Linked DNA regions of Hordeum vulgare: region 1 is linked to region 2. Evidence: chromatin contacts called from public Hi-C data. All regions are on one chromosome and are shown on one strand. The core of a region is the stretch at or near the end of the contact, and the rest is flanking DNA. Distances in the headings are between cores, read along the strand shown.

Region 1 (6,102 bases), core at 1,875-4,374, 530 kb after region 2:
CGACCGTTGTTTCATGAATTAATAGGTCCAAAGTTTTTATGCAACAAAGCGATTGTTTCTACAACTCGACCATCGTTTCAGAAGTTATTGGGTGTGTGTGTGTGTAGGGGGAGGGGGCGACCAAGCCGTGTAGATCGGACGGCTGCGCGTACATCGGACGGTTGTCGAGGTGACGGATGTTTAATAAATATTCACCGGTGGACGCATAGCAGCTCCCTAATAATAACAGTGGTGTTCTTGAGTTAAGGTAAAGTGTTATGCGCGAGAGAATCGGAGGAGTGTAATTTTCTCCCCGTCACGCCTTCTTCTGGCTGGCTCCTTCCTCGCCTTCTCCCTGCGCCGCAACTTACAGTCGCATCACCTTCTCTGTTTCTCCCCAGCCGCCAGCCACCGTAGACGCGTAGTGCGTTTAAATCTGAGATTGGTTTTAAAAAGACTGGTTAAAATGGTTTGGTTTTTACACTGGGCCTTGACTGGTTTATGTTTAATTAGGTTGAGGCTTTTTAAGTTTGGTTTGGTTTGGGTTTACAGAGAAAGCAATTTGGATATGACTGGTTATGGGCCTAAATCGTTTTATATATTTTGGGCTTGAAGCTGTGGGTAGAACCGGATTATTGCATTGGTTTGGCCTCAACTGCGAGCAAGCCCGCACGGCCGCACCACCTTCTCCTCCCTCCCGAGTCCCGACTCTGCCACCGCACGCACCACGCCCCTCCCCGCCGGCCGCCGCACGCAGGCCTCCTCCCCGTCGTCCGCCGCAGATCCGGCACCGTCCTGCTCCTCCTCGCCGCCATACTCGCGGCGGCCGCCGTCGCCTCCTCCATCGGCGACAAGTGCACCGCCTGCAAGGTCGTCGCGGTGAGCTCCTCCCCTGATCTCCTCTTCCTTCCGTTCTTCTCCATCTCCAGTTTTTCTCGCTCTCCGGAAAGCGATTTTCCCGCCTGGATCTTCATGGATTCCGTGTAGTTTGTGGGGGGGGGGGTTGCTAATCTTGCACAATAATCTATCACGATTTATCTGCACCATCCAGCTGCATCGTTTTGCAGTGTGTACATGTTGAACACACTATTATCAAAGGTTGTTGTCTGATGAGACCCATTCTAACTGGCTTTCCAAGTTCATCTATTATCAAAGATTTGTAGTTTTTTGTGGTGTCCGACAGAATCTGAATATGTAACGTAAACCAAAGTTATCATTAAATATTAGACAAATCGTTCTTGGTAGCCTATCTCTTCGGTTCAGGAAATTGACAAGCACCCAGTTTCATTTTGGCTGAACATATATCTTCACGAAAACAATATTGGGAAACATACATTAAGTTTCGGTTCAGGAAATGTCTGGTATCTTAACTTATCAGATACGTTTCAGCTGTCAACCATTAATTTTTGCAGTATCTAGTGAAAGGATTGTACATAAAGATGTCAGTGCAGTTTTGTACATATCTTTGTTGGTAAAAACAATTTGTACTTCCATATCTATTTTATATTATTTTTCTAACTAAGAACCTCCATGTTGGAACGTTAGTGGATGGAACTATATTATAAGACTTGCATTCATACATCATGGTCCATGTCAGTGCAGTTTTTTTAGTTGCTTATAGGTGGGAGGTCAACAACAACCATTTCTCTATCAAGTACCCCCTTTGCCATCCTGATATGCACATGGAGCATGGTGCTCTTGACTTGCCAAATTTTCTATTATGAATGATTTGATCTGCTGTTTCTTTGTGTAATATACTCTGCTGGTTTAAATCTGATTATATATGTTTAAATGGTTTGGTTTTTTCCAATGCAGTGTGCTCTAAGAATTTGAGGAATGTCTACCTCAGAGTGTTCTGAGACCGCCGATTCCATGGATGAGGATATGAGTCAAGTACCACATGGTAGAAGGTCCAAAGTATGGGACCACTATGAACAAGAACTGGTTGTCGTAGAAGGAGACCCAAGGCCGTGTGCAAATACTGTCGAGGGCAATTTCACACCAAGTTTGGAACTAGCAGTTTGAGAACCCATATTGCAAAGGCTTGCCGATCAATTGAGGATGCTTGCAGGAAGAGGTTTCTATTGACCATGAAAAAAGCCATCCGAAGGCCTGTTCGTGTTTGATGAAAAAGTTAGTCGTGAACTAATGGTCAAGTTTTGCATCCATGCTGAGATCCCCTTTCTTAAGTTTGAAGATCCACACCTTCAGCCATGGATTGACTCATTGCAGCCAGCATTTCAAATAAGGGTCGTCACACGATTCGTGATGATGCACTGAAGATGTATAAGGGAATGAAGAAAGATATCGAAGTTGAGCTCCAAAATTTGGACTCCCGCATTTGCTTAACATCTGACATGCGGACATCATCACAGAATTTGGGCTACATGTCCATCATCGCCCATTATATCGATGCAGAATTCAACTACAAGAAGAAGATCATAAGTTTCACAAACGTGAAGTATCCCCACACAGGCTATGCAATAGAAGACGTTGGTTGCTTAACAGAATGGGGCATAAGGGGCAAGCTATTCACTTTGACACTAGATAACGCGAGTAATAACGCTAATGCATGTAATGAGTTAATAAAATATCACAAGCATGAGCTGCTCCTTGAAGGTCAACATTTGCATGTCAAGTGTTGTGCACACATTCTTAATATCTTGGTTGAGGATGGAATGAAAATAATCCATGGAGCCATTGACAAGATACGTGAGCTGCTGAAATATATTGACTCTTCTTCTTCAAGGCTTCAAGAAAGTCACAAATAGCTTCTCCCCTCAGCCATTCTTCCTCAATTGGAGATTCTATCATCTTTCGATTGGCGTAACTAGTTATGTATTGGGTTCAAACTGGTTTGGGTCAGGAAAATATTGGGTTTAGTTTTGATTGGGCTAAAAATGATATTAATTAGTTATAGTTCAGGTTTGGTTTTGATACATAGGTGTATGAGTATGGTTTAGTTATGGTTTTATTATGAACCCGTTCTCAGATTTAAGTGCGCTGCCTACGTAGCTGCGCGCATGCATACGGCGGCAGGGGCGGAGCTCTGTAGGGGCAAACCTGGGCCATGGCCCGCCCAGGAATTTAAGAAGAAAAAAATTACTACTACTAAGCCCAGCCCACCGAACACTAAGCCCAGCCAGCAGCCTCCCCTCGGCCTCGTCGCCGCACGCTGCTGTACAGCGGCGGCGCTCCCGGCTTCCCCCATCTTGTAGGCGCCGCCGACGCCGACCGCCGTCTCGCGCCGCCCACCGTCCCTCGTATCGTGCCGCAACCGCCGCGGCGACGCCCGCCGGTATCTCGCCTCGCCCTGAGCTGCTCTCTCCCGCCGCTCGTCATCCGCCGCCGCCGGGATCCAGTGCGTCGTCCGTGCTGCCTGCGTGACCTACTGCCAATCTTCAAGGCTACAGGCAAGCTCTCGGTTTTCTGATTTTGTTCGTCATTTTTGGGTTCTGCGTATATAAATTACTTAACCGAGCAAACACGGAGCTGTACTAACCAAATCTTCGGTTTCTACCTACCGAACGCCCAGGCCTCTCGCCGCTCCACGCCGGACTCGCCACCGGAGGAGGACCAAGATAAACAACCAAAACCGAATCCGAATAAAGCCGCCAAGTCAATGCAGGCCGCGATCACCGCCACCGTCTCCGCGAACCCGCATCTGAAGCCTCTGGTCTCCTTGCTGCGGCCGTCGCCTGCGCACCGGGTCCGAACCCACCTTCCTCGCCACCGCCCCAACACGAGGGCGAGCGCCATGGCCACCTCCACGCCGCAGGAGCTTACCATCACGCGCCCCGACGACTGGCACCTCCACCTCCGCGACGGCGACGTGCTGGCCGCGGTGCTCCCCCACAGGTTTTGCTCCTTCTGATAATGCACTCTTACTGTTCGATGAAATGCCTCAGAGAGCTTAACAGGCAGGGTGTCCGTGTATTGTTGTGTGCTCTGTGGCAGCGCGAGGCATTTTGAGAGAGCCATCGTGATGCCCAACCTGAAGCCACCGGTTACAACAACGGCACGTGCGATCGCGTACAGAGATGAGATCCTGAAGGCGCTGCCTCCGGGGAGCAGCTTTGTGCCGCTCATGACGCTATACCTTACGGACAGCACTAGCCCGGAAGAAATTAAGATCGCAAGTACGGACTTCTACCGCAATTGGTTCTTTAGCTGTTTTTTTTTTTCTATTTGTACTTCATGGTTGCATCTCATGATCTGTCTCCCAACTAGCGAAAAAAAAATCAAATTTATAGTCAGCCCTATTATTTGTTAGTGTTGATGTGCATTTGCGTGACGAGTTTGTTACCACATAGTTAGTGTATGTTAGAAGTTAGAATAAGCTTTATTAACATGATTACAGTTATTCCCTTAACGATTCTCGGCCATCTTGTAAGTAAATGTTATGCTCCTCCTTTAGCCATGAATTATGAAATCATAATGTTTATGTTGCATGTCATATTTGTTTTGTTGATTTGTAGGAAAGAGTGGTGTGGTTTTTGCTGTCAAGTTGTATCCTGCTGGAGCAACTACTAACTCCCAAGACGGCGTAACTGATATTTTGGGAAAATGCTTGCCTGTCCTTGAAGAGATGGTCAAGCAGGAGATGCCTTTACTTGTAAGTAATTATTGCTCTTCTCCCTACACAGAATCCTAAAGTTTTGCTTCATCTGCCAAGTTGGTCTCTAGTTTTACTTCAGATGTTAAATGGGCTTGTCATCTGTTGTTTTGACAATACCGAACTAATCAAAAAGTTGTTTGTCAGAGTTAGTAATATTGATTCATGTACAGTCAATGCCAACATGGTCACCTTTATGGCTATTTTTCATTTCCTTCAGGTTCATGGAGAAGTCACAGATCCTCATGTTGACACCTTTGACCGCGAGAAGGTCTTCATTGAGAGAATATTAGCACCACTTGTACAAAAACTTCCACAGCTGAAAATCGTTATGGAACATATCACTACTATGGATGCAGTGAACTTCGTAGAGTCATGCAAAGAAGGTATATACTGTTACAATGACCCTTAGTGCTTTTGTTTGCCCTTATACATGGTTCTTACATTTTTTGTGTGTTTTCAGGTCATGTTGCTGCAACAGTGACTCCACAGCATCTCCTTCTAAACAGGAATGCGTTGTTTCAGGGTGGTTTACAGCCTCACAATTATTGCTTGCCAGTTCTCAAGAGAGAAACTCACAGTATGTTCTGGACACTCTGGTGTGCCTAACTCACACAAGTTTCCAGTCTCGTATCTGTAATTCTGCACAACTTCTTACCATTAATTATTGTTCTTGGCGAGATACTTGGTACACTAAAACCACGACAAGTATTTTGGAACGGAGGGAGTAGAAAACATTGACTTGGACATTGCTATTCTTGCATTACATTATCATGTTCCTTTTGATGATTATATTCAGCTTCTTGCCCTGCATTACTTTTGAATACATGAACATGGCTGTGGACCATGTTGCATTCTTTTATTGTCACCTTCATTTGTAGGATAGCACTACCGATTTCCTTGGCAGAAAATATGCTCAATTGCCCTTTTCTTCTTTCTACAGCATCCCATGTGTTTAACTGTCTCTGAATCTTCTACCTCAGGGCAAGCTATTGTTTCTGCTGTAACGAGTGGGAGCAGACAATACTTTCTCGGTACCGACAGTGCTCCCCATGATAAACGGATGAAGGAGTGCTCCTGTGGATGTGCTGGAATATATAGTGCTCCTGTCGCTCTTTCTCTTTACGCGAAGGTATTTGAACAGGTAATATATTTGTTTTTCTCTGTTTCTCTCTCATTATCATGGGAGTTCAAGTATTTCATTTGGCCTGGATTGTTACCATCTTAGTAGAAACTACAGTCATGATTATTTCAGCTACAAAAAGCTATCACAATCTTACAGCCAAAGAACTACTCTATCGGACATGAAAATGTTACAATTTCCTATTAAACTGTTTCCTGGACATATTTTTTTCCTGTTTCAGGCTGGTGCACTTGATAAGCTGGAGGCATTTACAAGCTTCAACGGGCCTGACTTTTATGGTCTCCCAAGGAACACATCAAAGATTGTTCTCAGAAGGAGCCCCTGGAAAGTGCCTGCGACTTATGCGTACGGTTCAGGGGTGATT
Region 2 (5,610 bases), core at 2,570-5,069:
TGTGTCCGGTGGTAAGGATTTGTAAATCTGTGAGAACGACATGGAAATGGCAACGCATAACGACTAGTCTAGGTACCATTGCCATCGGATCCTATTTGTCGGAGTTTCTCCAAACTGTCGCAAGATGGCGTGCATCGTTGTAAAAAAGCGTTGATGGTGCTCTTTTAAAATACATATCCTGGTACCTAACGATCAACTAAAACTTATCACGCATTATACTAATTTCTGCTGACTATGTGGGTATATGTTACTTTCGCCGTACCAATATAAATCGTCAGTGAATTGCCCCCGCTTCCATCATCCTTTGGCGCATCGAAAAGAGCTTCAGATTTGTATATCCAGAAAGCACACCCAGTTGGTAGTACCAGGAACGTATGTGCGCTACAATCTACGGACCGCAGCTCATGGTTGACCCGCTCGCCCTAATTGTTTAAGGACGGTGCTTATCGCTTTATATCAGCATTCGGTGGCGATGCATCGGTCGAGCTCATCCGAAGGAGCAGCGAAGGAGCTCAACGAGTGTCGGCATTGTTATCCGAAGGAAGCAAGCTAGAGACACGCCGCTTACAAAACATCGCCGGCCCTACCGCTCATGCCCGCCATTGGCCCTTGTTGCTTTGAATGTGAACATCGTTTATATTCTTTTCTTCTTCCTCGTGATTCGTCCGCGGAAGCAGGGGCTCTCCTTCCATGCCTGATTTATCTCTGCGCGTTGCTCGGCGTTTGATGAGATGGCACAAAGCTCACCGGGAACAAGACGCACAGAACAGCATTGATAAGATCAACATTCGATAATTAGATTTCTCGACGCAACGAAAACAATTTATATTTTTGAGCTAAACAATGTGTACGTACAAGAATGGTCTGTTCAGATTTTCCGTCTTGCCTCCGTTCCCTGTGATCCATCTCTCCAAGCTATTTTATTCTCTAAGTACTGTAGAACTGAGTGGAGGGTCTTGGAATGAAGAAGTTTCAGAAGAAAGAATGCGCAATGATTACCGTGTTCCTATTTCAATTTGTCGTGCGATGCTGATGCAGGGGACTTCGGACCTAATCTAGCAGAGCATGTACTAGCCATGTCATTGGCCATCATTGTTTAGGACAAGCTCTCGTGGAGCGTGGAATTCCGTGTGCGGCGTGTGGGTGTGGCTACCAACCTCGCCCGGCCGTTGCAAAGCTGAAAGCCCGAAACCACGGGTGCATTTTACATATGTTCAGTTCAGGTCCAAGATGCCGTTAACCCTGACATGCCATGCACATTGGCATATACCCTGATCGAATCATCCGCCGCGCGAATCAAGCTTTCTTTGGCGAGGCATCCGTGGATTAAAACGTGTGAGTGACCAGATCCAGGCGTAGGAAACACCATGTCACTCACTCTATCAGAAAAGAAAAAGATCTAACTCTACTCTCTCTCTCTCTCTCTCCCATGCTATACTATTCATTCGCCGTTCACATGGCGAAGATAATGTTAACTAACGTCAAGCACAGGGCTGATGATATTTGTAGTAGCTAATGAAAGGTCGTCTTATAGCTAACGAGAGGTCTTATTCGGCGGGAGCATGGAGCAGTTTTCACGAGAGCGACGCAGAGAATAAGAAATTAATCTGTCGATCTGTGGGGGATCACACAGTTAGTTTTAGTAGTACCTGACCCCAGCCGGTGATCAGTGAGCGAGATCGACCTGCACGGCTGGGAATCGGTCTCGCGCGCATTCCTCAAATCCCGTACGTAAACCTGACCTTTCATCGTGTCCTTGGCTGGGCCCTGTTACTCGTCAGTTCGCAGAATGGATATTCGGCAGCAATCAGCAGGATAATGCGGGTGCACCGGAAATGTAGCCTGAATCAGTCGAGATCCGCATCAGTCGGCCGGCGACGCACGCCGACGATGCTGCGGCCGCGGAGATAGATGCCGCGCGGATATGCCGGCGCGAGGGATATCCACTGGGGAGGTGCGGTACCGGGCGAGGTGCCGGGGAGGGGGTGGATTCCCGCCGCGGCGGCACGGCGGCGCTGTCGCCGCGGATGATCGCAAGGCGCCAACCCGGGCTAATCATGGCAGCGTGGAGGGGAGAACCCCTCGTGGAATTATTGGGCGCTTCTCCCCGACGTAGCGGGGCGGGCTGCTGGATCGCCTCTGGCCTGGATCATGTGCATACCCGTGTGCCCTCGTGGTCATCGGCGCTCTCTTGATGAATGCACTACTGCAATGCTAGTAGCAGTAGCGTGTTCGTTTGTTCGGGGTTTCTGTGTGTGCTCTCCTTATGTTAACAGAGAGGGTGAAAATCCAAGCGTCGTTACCTTGACAGATGCATTGCTTGAAGTTTGTTTGGGCTTGATCTTCGGAATGAGAACTCACGATCTGACATTAGATAGTTGGATCCAACAATGACGGCGTTTGCGCATCGTTTTCTCCCTTTCGAAATAGGCTTTTGCTTCGCTTTTATAAATAACGCATCAAGTTTACAATCAGGAGTACTACAACAAATGCCACGGTCTGCCGGTGCCACAACACAAACACATCCAGAAAACCAGAAAATAAGTCATAAAAAAGCCACCAAGTGATCAAGTCATCCATGGGAGGCCGGATAGGCAAGGCGACATGCCATAGCCTGAAGAGCATCCAACATCCGGTCAAGGCGCGACTGATCCCTCGACCTAGCCAACATGTGTTAGTATTGCAGGAACACAAGAAATTTAAAGAAAGCGCCAGAAGCACGACGTAAGAAGATCTTCTCAATCACCATCCTATTTTGCGTGGTCCAACGAGTCAATGTCAGAGCAGCAAAAATCAGTCAGAAGAGACGTTTATGACTGCCAATCTGCATCGCTTTGACCTGCAAGAAGTCAACCAAATCATATGCCATGCACTGAGGCTCAAGGGCCTCACGAATAAACGTCCAAAGCAATCTAGCCGGAGTGCAGGAGAAGAGGATGTGTGACCCTTTTTCCATGACATTACACAAAGGGCATAACCCATTACCCAGGCCATGCCTCTTGAACACCTCCATCCATTAACCACGAACCTATCACATGTTCATTCTTTCAGATATTGTCAATGCACACAAAATTCTGAATCACTCTTGGACTACCTTCCAACCTCTGCGTTGACGCTGGAGCAGACGCCGTCGAAACGACGGAGCTCGAGGACACAGGTCCACCATAAGGATGTCGTCGTCGCCACGATATCCCCGCTTGAACAGACCGATTCGTAAATCCGTCGGCGATCACACAGACGATCGCCTCGTCGAAGAAGAATTCGGAGCTTCTTTATTCAGCATCGTCATTGTCATTGCCGCCAAAGCCATGACATCGTACGACCCAAAAAAGTAAGCTATTAGGGTCCTAAAACCTAAAGCAAAAAAGATCCGGCGACTTTCCTCACGACCGATGACCAAAACGTCGCCGACGGAGGAGAGCCACCGGTAAATGGCGTCGGAAAGTTGATTCTCTTGACGGCGGCGTTTGCCATTTTCTTTTCTTGAAATGCATGGTGACCGCGGTATCTATACCTTCTCATTGTATCATGAGCAAACCATGAAAACCATTGGCAAGCGTGGTATCCCGAAAATACTTGCCATTGCCAAGCATTACGGACGAAACGGCTCGACGTCGCGCGCAAAGAATCCGGGCTGGTCCCTGACGTGGATCCGTGCTGTTCCCGTGCGCCAACCAACAACCAGGCCCCACTAATCCAGCCTCCAATCGTCTCATCTTCATCAGGGGCCCCACCCCAACAGTACCACCACCCAGCTTCACCGCTGCCCATTCTCCACGTCCGCCCGACACTCCCGGCGACCCATATTTATAGCCGCCCCGGGCTGGAAGGAGTCGGATCACAGCTCCGTCGAGCCAGCAGCTGAGCCCTGAGCAGCACACAGAGAAAGGATCACATCACACCCCCAGCTCGCGGCGATCAAGCAGCCAGAGCCAAGAGATCACAAGTCCAAAACACACACACGGACACACACTCACAAAGTCACAATGGTTGTGGAAGAGGCGATGGATGGCGACATGAGCCTGTCGAACATGGTGCTGAGCTTCCTGGAGGAGGGAGAGACGGAGAGATGGCCGGAGAACGACGACGAGGAGGAGGACGAGGAGGGATCCGCCGAGAGCAAGGCATTCTGGCGCGCCCAGCACTCCCAGCTTCACGTGAGTTCTTCTCCTCCGTTGGGTATCCACTTCTTCTGCCCGAGTGTCCCTGTTCGTCGCCGACCAGCCAAGAGCCCAAGAGTTCGATCGCAAGCGGGTGCTGATGGGAGGGACGCCATGTTTGCTTGCAGGAGGCTTTGGGCAAGACCAGCGCGGCCGAGGGCAGGATCCGGGCGGTCACGGAGGAGGCCGTGGGGAAGAGGGCCGTCTGCTCCTGCGCGAGGCGGGCGGCGGCCGGCGACTGCCGGAGCTGCATGCTGCGGCACGCCGTCGAGCGGCTCCGCGACGCCGGGTACAACGGCGCCATCTGCAGGTCCAAGTGGGCGCGGTCCCTGGATATCCCCTCAGGTAATTGGTTGCTTTCGAGCCACAGTAGTTGGCTCCTCCTGGAGTACAGTACTAATCTTCAGTTCAGACGGCGTAATAATAATTAGTTTAATGAAAGAGCTGTCAGTTCCAGCAGAAAAGCGCATGCACGGTTGGCCTGAACCGTGTGGTGTGGCCTTAGGTCGTCTGACCCGCCGTGCCGATCGGAGGGATCCGTGTTTTGATCCTTCTGACGAAGCATTCTTCGTTTTGTTCTGCCGTTTATATAGGGTTTAATTTAATCACAGAACCATATTCGCTTACTAACCATAGTAGAATTTTTTTCCGTTAAAAACTGGGTAGGAAAGATGAGCTTTAGTAACTTGTCAATTCTATAATGTCACCCGCCTCACATCACATGGACCTGGTCTGGTCATCCATCCTACGCCTAAAGAAACAGACGGTTCCAAGTAAATGTCAGGCAGGCACCGGTCACCGTCTCCATTATTTCCTGACCGCCCGTGACACGAACCCGTCGTGCAGATGTTAGTGTTCGTATTACACCACGTTTAATGGCTGCCGAGACCTGCACCTGCACGACAGAACGACTCATCATGCCAAACCGAACCGCCCGCGAAGTTCGGCGTCGACCGAAGCTGACGTTTTTCTTCCTTCAGGCGAGCACAGCTACGTGGACGTGGTGCTGCAGACGAGGAGCGGCAAGGCGGTGAGGGTGGTGGTGGAGCCGAGCTTCCGGGCCGAGTTCGAGGTGGCGCGCGCCGGCGCCGGGTACCGCGCGCTGGTGGCGGCGCTGCCGGAGGCGTACGTCGGCCGCGCCGACCGGCTGCGCGGCGTCGTCAAGGCCATGTGCGCCGCCGCCAAGCAGTGCATGAAGGAGAACAAGATGCACCTCGGGCCGTGGAGGAAGCACAAGTACATGCAGTCCAAGTGGCTCGGCACGTCGTCCGAGCGGGAGGCGCCGCTGCTCGACGCGGTGCCGTCGCCGGAGAAGCAGCCCAAGCTCAGGGCGTCCATGCTCAGCTTCGACTTCGGCCGGGCCCCGGTGGTGGTTGCGTGACGCGTGCATGGCGGACAACGAGAGGAGTATGATAATGGCATTGGCATGGTGGTCACATGCCCACGTGTA

Evidence for each region. A called contact is a pair of places that touch in the nucleus more often than the background predicts.
Region 1: a contact with region 2 is called in a Hi-C map of seedling, with 3 times the contacts expected there. The contact joins the promoter of LOC123440245 here to the promoter of LOC123440244 in region 2. A contact is called at or near these places in 2 of 6 Hi-C or Micro-C datasets (leaf and seedling).

What each region holds. Positions count from the first base shown.
Region 1 is chr3H:484,233,771-484,239,872 of MorexV3_pseudomolecules_assembly, forward strand. It overlaps LOC123440245 (dihydroorotase, mitochondrial), which reads left to right and starts at 3,125. Exons shown (of 8, transcript XM_045116825.1): 1 at 3,125-3,392; 2 at 3,515-3,837; 3 at 3,937-4,118; 4 at 4,458-4,594; 5 at 4,815-4,980; 6 at 5,058-5,174; 7 at 5,578-5,738; 8 at 5,959-6,102. The coding sequence starts at 3,602.
Region 2 is chr3H:483,700,311-483,705,920 of MorexV3_pseudomolecules_assembly, forward strand. LOC123440244 reads left to right here and starts at 3,820. Exons shown (of 3, transcript XM_045116824.1): 1 at 3,820-4,157; 2 at 4,289-4,505; 3 at 5,141-5,610. The coding sequence starts at 3,987. The coding sequence ends at 5,541.